Linked DNA regions of Mus musculus: all the other regions are linked to region 3. A link is a contact called in public HiChIP or PLAC-seq data. All regions are on one chromosome and are shown on one strand. The core of a region is the stretch at or near the end of the contact, and the rest is flanking DNA. Distances in the headings are between cores, read along the strand shown. Region 1 holds the start of Stk16 (serine/threonine kinase 16). Region 2 holds the start of Tmem169 (transmembrane protein 169). Region 3 holds the start of Tns1 (tensin 1).

Region 1 (3,746 bases), core at 236-2,735, 1.1 Mb before region 3:
CCAGGACAGCTAGGGCTATACAGAGAAACCCTGTCTCAAATAAACAAACAAACAAACAAAAGGCCAAACCAGGGCATGTGCTCCTAGAATGTTTATGTTTGCCTGCCCAGAGCCTCTGGTGGGGTTGCACAATGTTACAATCCCCTCTGTAAGTACAGGCTTCTCTGACCTTGAAGAAGGGCAGCAGCAGCCAGGCTTCATGCTTAGCACCTCGTTCTTTCAGAGAGTAAGCCATGAGGCGAAGGATGTTGGGATGCTGGAAGAGGCGATGCATCTCTGCCTCTCGTTGGGCTTCTTCCTGGTCTTGCTGCTCATGGCACAGGATCCGCTTCAGGGCGTAGAAGTGTCCATCATGCAAGCCCTCCACTAGGTCCACATAGCTGAATCCACTGTGGGCCAAAGGGGTCACAGTGAAGGACCATGGTCATCTCTCACATAGCTCGGACCCAGAGGAATTCCCTTAGGGAGGAGTGCCTCTTACACAGAGTGGAAACACTCCCAAGATGTAGCTCTCATATAGTTTCAAGACATTAGGATCTGCGTTTCCCGAGAGCAGGGGCACAGAAATCACTGAGGTTTTGGTCTGAGCATAATGTGTTCAATTAATTTCAAGTCCTCATGAGTCAGGCACTGGGTGACATGCTTTAAAGAATATACTATCTCACTGAGTTTCCACAAGTCCCTCAGCGAGACATTATAATCATCTCCTTTTAAGCAGAAGAAACCACAGTTGACTTAAGGTCACACAAGGTAGATCCAGGAGGCCAGAGTCTAGAATCCACTTCTTGACCCGTTCAGCTAACCGGTCAGGTGGGGTAGACTCTAAGGCTAACACTCTTGCAACTCTATCACTGTCTCTAAACGACCTGGGTCTAGCTAAGTGACGTCCAAACACTCACCCTTCCCCCAATTTCTGGACGAAGAGGTAACGCTTATTGTCAATGATGACAGTTCCCCGGGAGCAGACACACAGTGCGTGGCCCATAACGTCTCAGTCATCCTCTTCAGGGATGGTCTTCCTTCCAGGGAGAGTGGGCTCTTCCAGGCGATGCGGTGGGGTCCCGGCGGGTCATGCTGGAATGGAAACAGCAAGTCGCGGGTTCAAGAACAATCTAGACAGCCACGGAGGTACCAACCAGGAGAGCTCAGGCTCACCTCCAAGAACCCATATTCACGTCTAAAGAAAACTGGCCCTGGCGACTCCAGCGCTAAGAAGGCTGAGTTCTGGCACCCCAAAGCCTCAGGCCACGCTGCGTCTTACCAGGCCGCTTCTTTCAACCCCGGCCCACCTTCGGCCAGGTCCAGCTCTCGCACCCGTCAGGCATGGGGTGGCGGCGCAGGAGGTGCGGGGCTCGAGCCCACCTCTGGCCGAGTCCACCCTCCGTCGCTCGGGAACGAGCACAGGGTCTGCCACTACAAACTCCACACCGACCGGTCTCCGGCCTGTGCGAAGGGCCAGGGACCGGAAGCCCGGATGACATCATCAGTCCGCGTCGAAGTAACGGCCCGCTGTATCCTAGCAACAAGAGGCGGCAAGAGGATGTGGGGACCCGGAAGTGAGAGGCTGGGGCCCGGCTAGACCTGGGGTGTATTGGTTTCTCTATCTCGCCGAGGGTTCCCACTTGGCCCTCAGTAAGGGTCAAGACGCAGGGACTAGTACCAAAGGGGAGCAAAGCAGGGCTCTGCCCGAGGCCCCTAGGACCTCTGTCTCCCAATGTCAGAGGTAGGAGGTCTTATAGCTCCCGCGCGCTGGAGTTAGAAAGTGGCTTTCTACAATCTAGCTTGGAGGAGGGACCAGAGAAGGGCGGGTGCTGACCCTTAGATGCCAAGAGGTCTGACCCCTTAACACTCTCAGGGGTCTAGCCTGTACTCCACTGCCTTGGCTAGTGTCTGTGTCCTTAAACTAGAGTGCCCGTTTCTAAACCTGGTCCTAACAGTCTCCTAGCTGTGTGGCCTCCTGCAAGTTATTTAGTCTTTCAGATCCTCACTTTTCCCAGCTGTAAGACAGTACCTACGGCTAAGTGTCGTGAGTTATGAGGCCAAACTGACTAGTTCCAATCCCAGCTCTACTGAGCTAGTTGTGACTTTGGACAGCTACTTGTTATTTCTAACCTTCATTTTCCTCGTGTGTAAGATGAGAATGAGAGTTATTTCATGGGTTGTTTCAAAATTAAATGAGTTGTCTTTCGTACAACTTTGGAAACAGCCGTATATCAATGTGTGTCAATAAACAGAAATAATAGTATTTTCTACGGCTGTGAAGGCAGGAGAAGTGGAAAATTAGACTTCTAAGCCTATGAACTATGCAGTTTGTTTCACATCTCTTGCCTAGACAGGCAGAATATATTGGAAAGGGGTGTACCTCCAAAAAAGATAGTGACCAGGACAGGCTTCTTGTAACCCCTTTCCACAGCATGATCACTCTGAAGATTTTCTAGGTTTTTCCACTGTTTCTGAATCCGTTTTAACCTTACTGCTCCCGTGCATATAGATTTAACCTGATATGTGCCGGATCCTTTGCTAGTCATGAAGATTTAAGACACCCTGTCAGCCCTCCGAGAGTTCAGTTTAGAAGAGCAGGTTTGTTAAAGCACAGACTCTAATTCTAGAGGTCTGGGGTAGGACCCGAGATTCTGCGTTTCTAACAAGCTCCCAGGTGATGCTAATGGAACTGATTCGGGTTCAGCACTTCGAGAAGTAATATTTTACAAACTAGTGGACCGTGGATGGCTACAGGCAAAGTCCGGGTTAACGGCCTGAAAAGTTGAGGTGGTCTCCGCCCCTTTGCTTGATGTCGGATTCCCTCCCAGGAATCCAACACGTGACGGGTGGGAAAGCCCTCACCGAATAGAAGAACTTTGTAAGCTCAGAAGATGCCACCCGACCTGCCTTCCCTGCTGCTGCGGCTTGTGGTCCTACTGCTGCTGTCCCAGGTAAACCCAAAGGGTCGGACTGTCTGCCTGGGTGTGGGGAGAGGAAAACGGATCCCGCAGTGGAGAAATGGTTAACTACCGACAAGGCCAGTTTTAAAACTTGGCCGACACTGATCCTTACTCCGGACCTCTGCTGAGCCAGGCTTTCGCCCTTGCAGGCAGAAGCTCGCTCCTTCGTTGTGGATCGGGAACATGACAGATTCCTCCTGGATGGGGTCCCCTTCCGCTATGTTTCTGGCAGCCTGCACTACTTTCGAGTACCGCCGGTTCTGTGGGCCGACCGGCTTCTCAAGATGCAGTTGAGCGGCCTCAACGCTGTGCAGTTGTAAGAAGTGCTCGCGAGAGTTTTGTGGAAGCGAGGTTTCCTCTTCCTTAGAATGGGGTTCCCCAGGAAAACTGACTTGGGTTTGAAAGGGTTTAAGCTCCAGGACTCCTCAGGCAAGGGTGAGAAAGAATGGCTCAGAACCTCTTTCTAGCTGCTTCTCTGCAAGTTCTGAGTCTCCTAGGGAACCTTTGGGTCTTGTTAACATCTTCCTTTCTCAGTTATGTGCCTTGGAACTACCATGAGCCAGAGCCTGGGATCTATAACTTTAATGGCAGCCGGGACCTCATTGCCTTCCTGAATGAGGCAGCTAAAGTGAACCTGTTGGTTATTCTGAGACCAGGACCTTACATCTGTGCTGAGTGGGAGATGGTGAGTTAGTTGGGAGAAGGGCAGAACCAAAGGTGAAGTTCCTGAGGGTTTCAACTCCTTTCTGCTCACACTCTACGGGCCATTTCCAGCCCTATACTCAACTCCCACCATCCTTGCCT
Region 2 (3,710 bases), core at 777-3,276, 1.8 Mb after region 3:
TTCAGCATGGCAGAAGAACAAACAACATAGATCACTTTGCCCTTGGGAATCACATAGCTGGGAACTGTATTTTTCTGAAACAATTCTTCAACATCTCTATTTAAATGTATTTTTAGGGGACTGTGGAGATGGTCCAGCAGGAAAGGGTACTAATTTCTGTGCAAGGATTAAGACCCCAGTCAAATCCCCAGAACCCTGGCTAAGCCAGACAGGAGGATGTCTGTGACTCCCACCAGTTAAAGGGGGCAAGCTCCTGGTTCAGTGAGAGACCCTGTCTCAAGGGATTATAGGGCTGACAATGCTAAAGAAGGATATCCAGCAATCTCCTCTGGCTTCAACAGGAACACACATACACACACAAATACACCACACACACACACACACACACACACACACACACAAAAGAATTATTTTTAAAAAGAGGTTACAGTGGTGCCATTTTTTAATGTGTTCATGATCACATAACTGACATAAACAGACGGCTACCAGAGCTCTTGATGGACTTCCCAGACAAAAACAGCCAGAGAGCTTTAGCTCTTCCTTTCTGCGTGCTGGTTGGAATCCATCAGCAGCTAAGCTGGAGAGGGAAGTGCTTCTAAAAAGAGGTCAGAGAAGGCCAGGGAGGTGGAGGGCCTAGAGGTGCTCTCAGAACTGCAGTCTGGCTGGTGCGAGAGACCCAGTGTCTAACTTCACTTCTCTCTGTGAATTTTTTAAGTAGTGGCTCCAACCGCCACCTCCCCAAACAGACACAAATGGCATTTGTTGACTGGAAAAGGGAAAACAGAGCACCCCCGGCAAAGTTAGAAAGACTGTTGTCCTGGATTAAGACCAATGACCTAGCATAGTCCGACATAAGGAAAGAGATAAACAGAAAAGAGCTAAGAGGGCAAGGCTGCTGCTGCTGCGCTTGATGATGGGGTTCAATCCCTGGTGGCACCCATACGGTACAAGAAGAGAACTGACTCCTGCAATTCGTCTTCTCACACACACACACACACACACACACACACACACACACACATATGTAATGTTAATTTTTAAATGAACAAACAGAAGGGCAGGGCATGGTATCCCATGCCTTTAATCCCAGCATTCAGTAGGCAGAGGCAGGGGGAATCTCTTAAGTTCCAGGCCAACCTGATCTACATAGTGAGTTCCAGGACAGCCAGGGCTATAGAGAGAGAGACCTTGTCTCAAAAAAAAATTAATAATAATAATTAATTCAAAACAAACAGAATGTGAACAATAAATTGTTCCTTGGAACCAACTGGGAGCTGATAAGTTCCTTGCTGAAGGTAGGAGCTAAAAGGCAGGTTCCAAAACCATAAACCTAGAAATGAATCTTACAAGAACCATGCAACGATTCATCTTTATCTGCTGCTATATAACCCAGATGAAACGGACCAGGTCTCAAATCTATGGAAGGGTGCTTTTTTTTTTCATTTCTGGGTGGGGCACTGAGAATGAGGTGAGGGTGGCCTAAAATCATTTTGTTTAATCATTCATTATTTAGGCTCTGTGGATAACTGCAACTGTGTGCCCTCTCCTGCCCCACCCCCTCCTCCCTTTCGACTCCCTCCCTGAAGAAGAAGGGATCTGGGACCTGGATGGCTTCCCTTCAGCTAACCTAAGCCTTTCCCCACTTCCTAGCCCTCTGCACACAGCTGCTGAAGCCCAGACAGCCAGATGTCTGTTGCAGATCGGTACTGCGAGGGCCCAGACCTGCAGCCTTTCTCTACACAGATGCTCTGGAGATGTAATTTTAATTAACGGTGGGAGCTATGGCCCCAAGGATTGGATTTTCAGAACAGAAAATATCCTTCCCATTTCGTTCTTTCTCACTCTCTTTTCATTCCTCTGTCGTTTCCCCCCAATGTCACCGACATTTAAAAATAAATATGAAAAAAATCGAACGAGGAGTCTCACCCACACCTTCACTGGGACCCAGGAGGGAAGCTGAGGATGCAGACGGCTGCGGGCGGCCGCCAGGAGCGGTCCAGCTCTGGGAGGAGGCCTAGCGCGCCGCGAAGGCGGGGCCTGGGCGGGGCCTGAGGCGGGACCACGCGGACTTAGGGGCGGGGTCTGTTTGGTTACGTGGCCAAGGACTGCTACTAATAGAGCTACTTCTGAGGAACACGTGGTCTAGCTTTAGCAAGAACTCAGAGACAGACACTTTGTGGCCATGGGCTCTTGGAAGACTGGTCAGAGCTACCTAGCGGCCGGGTTGCTGAAGAACCAAGTGGCCGTGGTCACCGGCGGGGGCACAGGCATTGGAAAAGCCGTCTCCCGGGAGCTCCTGCACCTGGGTACGTGAGCAGGCCTCTGGGGCTGGGCTAGTGTCCGCAGAGGTCCAGCTCGGGTAAACTGGGTTCAGAGACAGAGGGGAGTGCTGGCGGACCGGGAAGAGGTTGCAAAGCTCCGGTCTGCAGAGCTGAGCAATGAGGGAAAACGAAATAACAGAGGTTTTATTCCGAATAGCCGAGAAATGTTGAGAGGCCCTGATCAGATTTTCTTCTCACGTCCCCTGTGCTAAAAGCAAGAAAAAGGAAAAGTTATTAAACTTAGAATGATCACGTAAACACACGCACAAGGAAGCCATCAAGAAGAAAATAGTTACATTTAATATTTAAATATGTGAGAATGTGCATCTTCTTTGGGTTTACTTTTTTTTGTTATTTTGTTTTGTTTTTTTTGTTTTTTTCTAGACAGGGTTTCTTTTTATTAGCCCAGGCTGTCCTGGAATTCACTTTGTAGACCAGCTGGCCTCGAACTCAGAAATCCGCCTGCCTCTGCCTCCCGAGTGCTGGGATTAAAGGCGTGCGCCACCATGTCCGGGTTTTGGGTTTACTCTTAACCCAAAGCAAACTGTTCCCAGGTGGTGGTGACATATGACTTTAATTCCAGCACTCAAGAGGCAGAGACAGGTGGATCTCTGTGAGTTTCAGGCTAGCCTGGTCTACAGATCGAGGTCCAAGTCAGTCGAGGTTTCACAAAGAAACCCTGCCTCGAAGATGTGGGTAAGAAGGAAGAGTGCAAAGTTTATAAAGGCATATTTGAAAAGTATTTCCAACACGACGCTTGTATTGTGCAAAGAGCTTTGACAAGTAGATTTTTTTTAAAGATTTTTAAAATTTTATTTTATGTATATGAGTACACTGTAGCTGTCTTCAGACACACCAGAAGACAGTATCAGATCCCATTACAGATGGTTGTGAGCTACCATATGGTTGCTGGAAATTGAACTCAGGACCTCTGGAAGAGCAGACAGATCTCTTATCTGCTGAGCCGTCTCTCCAGCCCTGACAAGTAGATTTTTAAAAATCTGACATCAAGTGGAACAAATGAGAAATGATTTGGCCTTGACATTCCATGCTGAACTAACACAAGAAATAAATACATGGAGAAATGATTGACTTTATCTTATCAGCAGTACACTGCAAAAAAAAAAAACAAGACAGTATTGCAGTTTGCACTTTACCATTACTTCCAGCCTGTCTTCCACCAGGAAACTTCCCCTGGGAGGAGGAATTATTAAAAAAAAAAAAAAATCAACCAGTACCTGTTTAGTACAAAGGTCAGGATCTTGGCCTCTGTCAGCAAATTTGCAGAACCTTGGTTCCTCTTCTGTGGATTGCTAGTTGTTGAACCTCTTTTTGAGTAAGTTTGCATTGGGCAAACACTACACCAGTTCTGGGGTCGGCCAACAGAGT
Region 3 (3,528 bases), core at 588-3,087:
GCCTCAGCAGAGTGTCATTGCCTTGGGACCCACATTCATCCTTTCCAGGGCCCCAGCTGAGTGGAAAATGTATGTTCTCTGGGAAAGCATGCAGAAGTAGACAGAGGGTGCAACATTGGGACTGAACCAATGTTCGGTGTGGGGAGCAGGGTGCCTGGTTTGAATCCCACCACCCTCTCTCGTAGAACTCTACTTCTGTCTCTCAAGGGTCCTGGGGCTCAGAGAGGGATACTGTTGCCCTTGAAGGATGTTGAATGAGCTTAGGCTGAGATCCTGGCATCAAAAGCCAGGCCAGGTGTCCAGCTTCCCAGGCAGGAGTGCTGGAGTTTGTGGGCAGGGTAGCTCTGGCATGATCCTGTAGCAGTGGATCATGGGGGGAAGAAAGGGAAAAGAAGAAAAGAAAGGCTAGGACAGCAGTGCATGGGGCCCAGGATCGGGAGTCAGAAGATAAAGGTCCCGTCCTGGACTGGTCACCCTTTCTTAGGCTCCACTTTCCTGACCTGTACACCAAGGGTTAGACAGAAGTTCTCTACAAGCTGGGCGTGGTGGCGCACGCCTTTAATCCCAGCACTGGAGAGGCAGAGGCAGGCGGATTTCTGAGTTCGAGGCCAGCCTGGGCTACAAAGTAAGCTCCAGGACAGCCAGGGCTATACAGAGAAACCCTGTCTCAAAAAAACAAAAAACAAAAAACAAACAAAAAAGAAGTTCTCTACAGACCTTTTCTAGGGTCTCTCTACCTAATCCCCAAGCCCAGGGACTCCCGTGCTCACCTGAGAAAAGCTTGTCTGTTTGGGATGTGGGCAGGATTCTGTAGCCTGAGTATGTCCCTTGTGACTGTGGGCTCTGCACAGTCTTTTCCAGCTCTCCTGCCTGGGGAGTGACTCAGCCCAGCCTGAAGGGGGCTGGACCAACCCTGGCCAGGGAGAAGTGGTAGAGAAAGATCAGGGCACTGAGGCAGAATGGGTGGCTTCCTCAAAGTCATCTGGCATGAGGCCAGTTGGTGGCAAAACACAACACCGGCAGGGGCTTCCTTTCCCGGGCACCTGCTCCTGTCTTTCTGTCTTGTTGCCAGTAGATGGCGGAAAGGGGCTGACAGAAGCGCTAGTGGGCTCCTTTTCTCGAGTTGTCTCTTCTGTCACTGGACTGAAAGTGACACAGGTGGGGAGAAGGGGCAAACGGCCACCAAGTGTCTTTCTCCCTCCTCTTACCCCAGCCAGCTGCGGGATCCCAGTCAGTGTTGGGGTGCCTTCCTTCCAGCCCTGGTACCCACTTCCCGGGGATGGAAACGCCAGGTGGGCTGCTCGGTGTAGGGTGGTCTTTCCCGCTGCTCTCGTTCAACTTCCTGGTGCTGGGGTCATCCTTTTTCTAGGCCAGGCTGGCATGTCACTTAAAACCAAGGGTTAGGGACTTCTAGAACTACTTTTACGAGCTCGAGGAACTACTTGTAAGTAGGGCTCAGAGCGATCCCCAAACGTGCTGTTCTCTGCTCCATGTCCCGCCCTTCTGCCCGGTGCAGAGCCAGATCTAACCCCGGCGCTCCCCTCGTCCTCCATGCCACCGTCTCTGTCCCTTCAGATCCCTTCTCTGGTGTCAGTCTCTCAGTCGCTCACTAGTCACGGCGTCGCTCTCTTGCGTTCCCAGTTCAGCCTGTCCCGGGGATCCCGCCGCCGCCCCTCCCGCCTTCCCGCGCCCTCGGGTCCCCTCCCCGCCTTCTGCCTCCAGCGTCCGTGTCGCCGCCCCTCGCCAGGCCCCGCACTCCCACTGCCTGGCAGAGCGGTGGCGGAGGCGGAGGCGGACTCCGACGGGGCGGGCCGGGGGCGTCGCCCTTCTTCCCCACGTCGCAGACGCCTGGGGCCGAGAGGTCGCTGGGGCTGGGGGGCGGGCCGGCTCGCGGGTAGTCCGCGTCCCCGCCCCGGGCCCGCCGGGTCCCGGGCCGGATGGGCTGCACCGTGAGCCTGGTGTGCTGCGAGGCGCTCGAGCCTCTGCCCTCCTGCGGCCCGCAGCCCCCCGGGACTCCGCCGGGCCCCGCGCGGCCCGAGCGCTGTGAGCCCGGGGGTGCGGCGCCCGACCCGAGGAGGCGGCTGCTGCTTCAGGTAGGGAGCTGTGGGCCGGATGCGGGCAGCGGGCACGGCAGAGCCCGGTCCATCTGGGACAGTAAGGAGTCTGGGAAGGTGTAGGTAGGAGAGTGGGAGGGCCCTGCAGTCAGTTCTGTGGAGGTCACACCTGGGCCTCTGGTGTCCTTGAAGGGCAAATACCTGTGAGACGTTGGTGCCAGGTCTGTGATCCACTGCTAGAGAAATTGAAGCAGGGAGGTTCTAAGCCAAGGCCAGCATAGTGAGATCGTTTCTCCAACAAACTAAAACCAACCAAATCCCCCAACTCAAACTCTCCCAAACACCAAAACTAGTAAGACAAAAAACCCAAAACAAGCAAGAAGAAAGAGGAAAAAGCAAGAGGCAGAGAGAGGGAGGCAGCAGGCTATTAGTGAGAATTTGGAACCACCCAAGGGTGCTGGGGTGAGGAGAGAAAGGTTAATATCCTCTTAGCTTGGAGTGGGGGGGGGGGGGGCAGAATGGTGGCTGTCTTGGTGTTTTCTACCAGGAGGAACGGGGCTGTCAGAGCCAGCAGGGCCCACAGTAGGATCTGAGGAGGTGGGTGGGTCCAGTAGAGTCCCCCTTTCTCCTCCCTCCTATTCTTTTCTCGGTGAGTCTTGGAACCTGGATGCTGAAAAGTGACCAGGAGCAAAAATAGTGATGACCAGGGAAGCAGGCTGGCTGGACACCCCGGGCTTTGCATAGGCTCTGTATTTTCCTGGAGAGGAAAAAAAATGGTGTTTTGTATCAGCAGGGACTGGCCATCTCTAGTTCAGCCCTTGCAGAACCCTAGTCTCCCTCTCGGGATAGGAGGAGCAGTCTCATGGGATGGTGTGCTGACTTTGTTCTGGGCGAGACTGGGGCCCTTCAGTTCCTTCTCCACTGGAGGCCAGCAGAGTTAGCGTTGACTCCAAGTGCATCCTGCAACCACATCCCAGGGCACCTCCATACGGACAGAGGCGGGCCGATATGGCAATATGTACTTATGCACATGTTTTTGTGAGTGCGTCAAGTGCCCAAGACTCTCCTCTGCACCACTTGACTGGCTACACCACTAGGGCACAGATGAGAGCATATTGGTGGTTATATGCCACAGGCAGAGGCACAGGGTTGGGAACTTGTAAATGGAACGCTCTATCCTGCAAGGTGGTAGACAGTGACTGGTCACAATGAATGATAGATCTGGGGACGGAATTGTCATCTGTGTCCCAAAGTGGCTGGTGTCCTAGCTGGATTCTCATGAAATAATCCGGGGGAGGACTCGGGGAGCCTGGAAGTAAGAATTGGGTATCCCAGTTCCTGGTGATGGGCACAGAACTGGGGTGACATGCTAGAGCTCTTAGCTTCCTGTCCCTCCAAAGTCATTAGGATATCCTCTCCAACCCCCACCCCAGCTCAGAGCCTCTCACTCCTCTACCTTGCAAGATGTCCAGGG

What was found. HiChIP or PLAC-seq counts read pairs in DNA pulled down with a chosen protein or histone mark.
Region 1: an HNF4G HiChIP or PLAC-seq map of pancreatic cancer cells shows a contact between it and region 3. The contact joins the promoter of Stk16 here to the promoter of Tns1 in region 3. A contact is called at or near these places in 1 of 39 promoter capture datasets (neutrophils) and 1 of 115 datasets of contacts at active chromatin or transcription factors (pancreatic cancer cells).
Region 2: a contact with region 3 is called in an H3K4me3 HiChIP or PLAC-seq map of embryonic forebrain, with 5 times the contacts expected there. The contact joins the promoter of Tmem169 here to the promoter of Tns1 in region 3. A contact is called at or near these places in 2 of 39 promoter capture datasets (liver and pre-B cells) and 1 of 115 datasets of contacts at active chromatin or transcription factors (embryonic forebrain).

What each region holds. Positions count from the first base shown.
Region 1 is chr1:75,208,568-75,212,313 of GRCm38.p6, reverse strand. Stk16 (serine/threonine kinase 16) reads right to left here and starts at 1,485. Exons shown (of 8, transcript NM_011494.5): 1 at 1,262-1,485; 2 at 900-1,074; 3 at 170-389. The coding sequence starts at 985. It overlaps Glb1l (galactosidase, beta 1-like), which reads left to right and starts at 1,559. Exons shown (of 17, transcript NM_029010.2): 1 at 1,559-1,723; 2 at 2,811-2,933; 3 at 3,092-3,258; 4 at 3,477-3,627. The coding sequence starts at 2,874.
Region 2 is chr1:72,282,689-72,286,398 of GRCm38.p6, reverse strand. It overlaps Tmem169 (transmembrane protein 169), which reads right to left and starts at 2,026. Exons shown (of 3, transcript NM_175564.4): 1 at 1,933-2,026. It overlaps Pecr (peroxisomal trans-2-enoyl-CoA reductase), which reads left to right and starts at 2,078. Exons shown (of 8, transcript NM_023523.6): 1 at 2,078-2,306. The coding sequence starts at 2,183. Gm51631 (a long non-coding RNA gene) reads left to right here. Exons shown (of 3, transcript XR_003947863.1): 3 at 1,651-1,901.
Region 3 is chr1:74,122,857-74,126,384 of GRCm38.p6, reverse strand. It overlaps Tns1 (tensin 1), which reads left to right and starts at 1,837. Exons shown (of 33, transcript NM_001289895.2): 1 at 1,837-2,093. The coding sequence starts at 1,938. It overlaps Rufy4 (RUN and FYVE domain containing 4), which reads right to left and starts at 844. Exons shown (of 12, transcript NM_001170641.1): 1 at 771-844.